Linked DNA regions of Rattus norvegicus: region 1 is linked to region 2. A link is a contact called in public Hi-C data. All regions are on one chromosome and are shown on one strand. The core of a region is the stretch at or near the end of the contact, and the rest is flanking DNA. Distances in the headings are between cores, read along the strand shown. Region 1 has its middle 30 kb from the start of Tmem30b. Region 2 has its middle 88 kb from the start of Tmem30b.

What was found. A called contact is a pair of places that touch in the nucleus more often than the background predicts.
Region 1: a contact with region 2 is called in a Hi-C map of the A7r5 cell line, with 3 times the contacts expected there. The contact joins two enhancer-like sites. A contact is called at or near these places in 3 of 12 Hi-C or Micro-C datasets (the A7r5 cell line, the Rat2 cell line and Schwann cells).

What each region holds. Positions count from the first base shown.
Region 1 is chr6:97,959,229-97,962,135 of GRCr8, forward strand. No RefSeq gene overlaps it. Among named protein-coding and RNA genes, the nearest start is that of Tmem30b, 30 kb to the right of the region's middle. Within about 2 kb of position 1,468, at least 6 of the 93 cell types and tissues checked have an H3K27ac peak or open chromatin away from gene starts, as enhancers often do. A contact at or near this core is called in the A7r5 cell line, where this site is marked.
Region 2 is chr6:97,901,146-97,903,845 of GRCr8, forward strand. No RefSeq gene overlaps it. Among named protein-coding and RNA genes, the nearest start is that of Tmem30b, 88 kb to the right of the region's middle. Within about 2 kb of position 1,341, at least 4 of the 93 cell types and tissues checked have an H3K27ac peak or open chromatin away from gene starts, as enhancers often do. A contact at or near this core is called in the A7r5 cell line, where this site is marked.

The DNA of each region.
Region 1 (2,907 bases), core at 218-2,717, 58 kb after region 2:
CCACGTGCTGTATCACTCTACGGCACTCTGGAAGAGCAAACCCACTGAGAGGTGAACAGTGGTGGTCAGGGATTAGAGATGAAGAGGGGGCGACTTGGCAGACCACACAGGAGTTTAGGACAACCACACTGCTCTGTAATGCTGGACTTGGGTCACTATCCATTTGTCCAGACTAGAGGCACAAAAAGGGAACCCTAATATGAGTATGGACTTTGGCAGATAATTGTGCGGGTTTAGGGGTTGTAACAAACGGGCCAGGATTCGGGGTGCTGAGAGTATGTAGAAACCTTCTGTAGTTCCTACTTTTTGCTTTGGTCCTAAAACAGTTCTGAAAAAACAAAGCTTTTGTCCTACCTTTACATTTTTCCATGCTAGAAATAAAACTCATGGCCCAAGGCAGCTACCCTAGCTTTCTACCACTAACCTACCCTCCCTGATCCTTCTAAATATTTGATTTAAATGCTAGTGGTTAGCCCCTGATGGATCCAGAGAAACTGAAAAAGAAATGCTTCGTTTAAAAATTTATTTATCTGATTTCTTTTTAATTACGTGTGTTTGGGTGCGTCCGTGTTGCGCGTTTGTGGATGTAGATGCTCACAGGATCCAGAAGGTGGCATCCTTGAGCTGGAATTAAAGGCTATTGGGAGTTACACATTCGCACCCCCATCCCACCATGTGGGTGCTAGGGACCAAGCTCGGGTCTTCTGAAAGAGCAGTATGTGATCTTAACCAATGATTTCTAAGCCTGGAGTGTTTTATTTCTAATGTCACTGGGGATGCAGCCATGTGCAGTGCGCAGCGGGTCACCTTCGGGGTTAGAACCCACACCTGTGCAGCCAGAGCCATATCAGCATTTGGTCAGGACAGCCCGCTCGCTACCCAGAGGAACACGCCAAATAGGGAGGTGGGAACTTATCGCATGTAGGCAGAGACCTGACCTGGCCCTCACAACCTACTGGACTTGCTAAGTTCCTGAGGAAGGAAGCTGCTACCACTAAAGCCTACCCCGCCCCCAACTGAGGTTAGACTATCTTCTGGGACACCCAAGGTTGGAGCACATTGGGTGATTAGCTGTGTCACAGATGCGACCCTGAACAATGTGATGAGTATCCTGTTGAGAACGGCAGGTGGGCAACAGCATGCACTGCCAGGCCTTCCTGTCTCTATTTTCTCAGCTGATGGTGACACTCAGAAAAGAAAGAGATCGGGCAGGTTTAATGAGAATGGAGCTAGGCTGTCATTTTACCAAAAGAACTCTGACCAGTTTGTCCAGATTGAAGCCTATTCGGCCCAGACGCATTAAAGTATCACTTTCTCCAACATTTCGATCCTTTTGATTCCCCAAACCACAGATTCTTTTCTTCTCCATCTCTAAAGACTAATGTATTTCACCCTGTAGCCTCTGTCTAAAGCCACTGCAGTTAACTAGACAAGGGAAAGGGCCTTTGAAGATTATGGTGGGCAGCAGCGACCTCTGCTGGGAGAATGGGGCATGCGCGCACCACTCTGGACTAACCCAAAAAGTGTGGTGGTACTTGTGGGGGCAGAGAAAAAAACACTTTCATTTCTGTTTCTAAACTATTCAGGGGTTTAAATCAAACGCGTAGGTTTATCTCTTTTTAGCTTTGTAGAAACAAAAAATATGCTACGTGCTCGCCACTCCCACAGCTTATTGGTATCTAAGTGATTTTTTTTTCAGAGAGCCTCACCGTGCACAGAGGTTCTAGGGCAGCCTCGCTGGTGATTAGTTAATGGATTTCTTCCCCATCTACCCGCCTCCAGGAACGCCAAGCTGACCGTGCCCAAGCAGGAAAGTCTGAACTCTGTGGTGGGCTCTTACGCTGTGAGAGCCCCTCGGAGGTAGGACGAGTCGGAGTCAGGTCAATGTGGGGTCAAACGCACTCAAAGAGACATTGACACTCCTTTCGCCAAGCTTTCTTCCTTGATTGCCCAGGAATTTGGATGCTTATTCTTAGCTTGTTGTGGGCGGCAGGAGAACATTGTGAATACTTTTGAAAAGAATGGATAGAAGATGATTAAATTGATAGGGAAAATGAGTCATTAGCTTTTCTCTGAGAATGAATTTCTGCCTTCCAAATCTTGCTATGCCATTACACAAACATGCTGGAAGACTGCCAAGGCATGTGTGAATTTAAGGGAGGGAATTATTAATGGCGAGCCAATAGAAGACATCCCTTTAATTTTGGAATGAGTAAAAAAAAAGGTTAATTTTAAAGTTTTCTCTGCCTATATGAACATTTACTAAAGGAGGAGGTTAGAAAACTCCTGGGAATTTCCAGCTTTCTATCCGGAGGGAATCTGGCTGTCCTTGTGGTAGAGACAGGTACTGGTGGTCATCCCTGTGCTCTGCTGGTCATCCCTGTGCTCTGCTGGTCATCCCTGTGCTCTGCTGGTCATCCCTTGTTCTTCTTGTTTGTTTGTTTGTTTGTTTGTTTGTTTGTTTTCTATCACCTCAATCCAAGCTGGTCATCTGAGAAAAGGAGACCTCGATGAAAAAAATGCTCCTATCAGATTAGACCATAGACAAGCCTGTGGGGCTTTTCATGATTGGCAGTTTACGTGGAAGGATCCAGACCATTGTGGGTAGAGCACCGTTGAGCATCTGGTTTTGGGTTGTAAAAGAAAACAGACTAAGTCAGGAGGAACCAGCCAGTAAGCAGTGTTTCTCTGTGGTCTCTGCACCTGTTCCTGTCTCCAGGTTCCTGCCTTTAAGTTCCTGCCTAGGTTTCTGTGATGATGGCGTTGTGACATAAACCTATATCTTCCTCAGTTGCTTTAGGCCACTGTGGTTATCAAACTAACTCATCATCTAACTGCTTCCTCGGCCCACCAGCTCCGTCTCATCACCTGGACGGTACCAGGAGAAATATTACTGTACTTTTCTCA
Region 2 (2,700 bases), core at 91-2,590:
TGATTTGCTCTGGGACCCTGAGAATACAGGGGGTGTGGGGAGCTAAGGTGGGGGAGGGGTTAGAATCCTGAAGTGAAGCCACAGGCATCCCCTTTCAGAATATTGCACATTTACAGAGGCATCCGCTTGTTGCTAGGGCTCTCAGTGCATACTCTGCCCTCCATGATGCCCGGCTGTTGGTGACCTAAGTGTTTTACACACACACACACACACACACACACACACACACACACACACACACACACAAAACGAGACAAATGTATCTATCATCAGTGATCTTTTGAGCCAGAGCAACACAAAAGTCCAGCATATAACCTTGACTTCAGCAGATTTACAAATGTCTCCTATAAAAGTCAAATTTCAGTTTGCATTTCGCATCGAGTGTGAAGCAGGGTGAGCGGGCTGCTATTTTTCAGTGGTCTCTGTTCTTTGCCAGCACATGGTAGGTACGCAGTTTGTCAGTTCAGTTGGTGAATACAAATTAGGTAAACAGACTTTGAAGTTGAAAATCTCAGCAACCCGTGGCCCTTGGAGAGATGATTTCACCCCTTCCAGTTTCAGTTTGAGGGGAGAATTTAGACAGGAAAAAATGTTTGGTCTGGATATGCACTTCAGTTAGTACAGTGGTTGGATTAACTTGCAGGAAGCCAGCGACCGATGCCACATGGCTGCCTGTGGTGGTGCCTGCTGGGAAGGCCAGCATTTGGAAGATGAAGGCAGGAGAATCAGAAGTTCACCGCATCCTTGACTACGTTGTAGCATAGCTTAGGGAGTTTGCGGCAAGCCTGGAATTCATGAGACCCTTTCTAAGGAAGGAAGGAAGGAAGGAAGGAAGGAAGGAAGGAAGGAAGGAAGGAAGGAAGGAAGGGAGGGAGGGAGGGAGGGAGGGAGGGAGGGAGGGAGGGAGGGAGGGAGGGACAGAGACAAAAAACAAGAACAGGTTCAGCATTAAATCAATGCCGTGAATGGCATATACCTCCGTATTTCATACTAACTTCTGCCCCCCCACCCCCCGTAGGATTTGCTACAGGCACCCATAGCTGTCCTCTGTGAGGGGAAGAGAGCCAGTTGCGGAGGGCAGTCAGGCTCTCCAGGGGAGCACGGGAGGCAGTTCTGCCTTATGTGTCAGCTCTGGAGGAAAGGTGTCCCGTGGGCTGGAGGAGGCCACAGCCAGGGCAGGAGCAGGGAGGGCGTCTGGGCCAGGCTGGGCTCCTCTGGGGAGCAGCTGAGGTCTGGCCCATGGCCCCAGGGGGTTGCTTTGGCCTGGCCACCTAGCCCAGCAGCAGCTGTGTTTCCCAGGACTGCTGACTCTGGGACTCCCCTGCCGCCCACGGTTATGGATTCTGAAAAGAACATAGCAACAGCGCACAAACACCCTCACAGGGGGAGAACAGGAGCAGGCAGGCAGAAGGGACCCAGGGCCTGGGATGCAGCCTGTGTTTGGGAATCTTAGCCAGGCCCTAGGCAGCCACTGACCTAGCCCTGACCTTCCAGAGGTTTTACACTAGGTCGTTGTTTCTTTACAAAACAGAACTACACAATGTTCTTTTTGCAGATCTCTAAGTTTAGGGGAGAGTCAGAAGGATCCTGACTTGTTACCTCCTGAGTTCCCTTCTTGAAGCAGTTACAAGGAGAGGGCCTTTCCTGTCAGTCAGTCAGTCTCTCCTTGATTGCCAGGGAAAGGCTAATAGCACCAAGTGATATGAGACCATGTTTACAGTCTCTTGCCTATTCTTTCTGTTTACAAGTGTTTGCTACTTGGTTTTCATTTTTTAAAGACAGACTTTAATCCCAGCACTTGGGAGTCAGAGGCAGGAAGATCTCTGAGTTTGAAGCTAACCTCATTTACAGAGTGAGTTCCATGATAGCCCAAAGCTACCTAGAAAAACCTTGTCTCAAAAAACCACACATACATACACACACAATTTGTGTGGGTGATAGTGGTCGTGGTAATGGTGGGTGATTTCTGGGACAAGGTCTCTCTATATGTAGCCCCAGCTGACCTGAGTCATATAGCCCAGCCTGGCCTCAGACTTATGGCTGTCTTCTTGCTTCTGTCTTCACAATAAGGAGATCACAGACTACAGACTGTGTTTCATTCGTGGGAGCATACCATACCTCCATCATCGCTAACAGTCAAACATTTCAGGTACCTATCTAGTCTATGCTTGGCACTCCTTCTCAAGTCAGTGAGAACAGATGGTTTTTAATATTATGTTATATAATGGCGGCGGTACCATTAATGAATATATCATTTTTTCAACCATAGTAGCCTTATTTGTTTATTTTTGGGTCTTCTCTATAATACCCCTCCCCCATCTTTTCCTCTCTCTCCCTACTTCCCACACTCCAGAGAGAGCAGAGGCTTGACCAACTTTAGTATTTACCAACTGTTACCTTTGTGAGCTTGGATGAGCCACTTTGAATGTCTAATTTTCTATTTCTTTATCTGCACAACAGAGCTAGGAACACGAAAGCTAGGTTGTCGGGTGGACCAGACATACTGCCTACAACCTCTACTGTATAAAGTACACTCCATGGGGGCAGGTGCAACAAGAAGATACATTGTCACACTTCTGAATGAATTCAGCCTGCCCTCAATTTCTTGAATTGGCAGTTAGCAAGTTTGGGACCTCAGGTCAGCCATGGCTTATACCCTTCCCCCTCAATTTCATTTATCTCATAAAAGGGGAGAGCCAA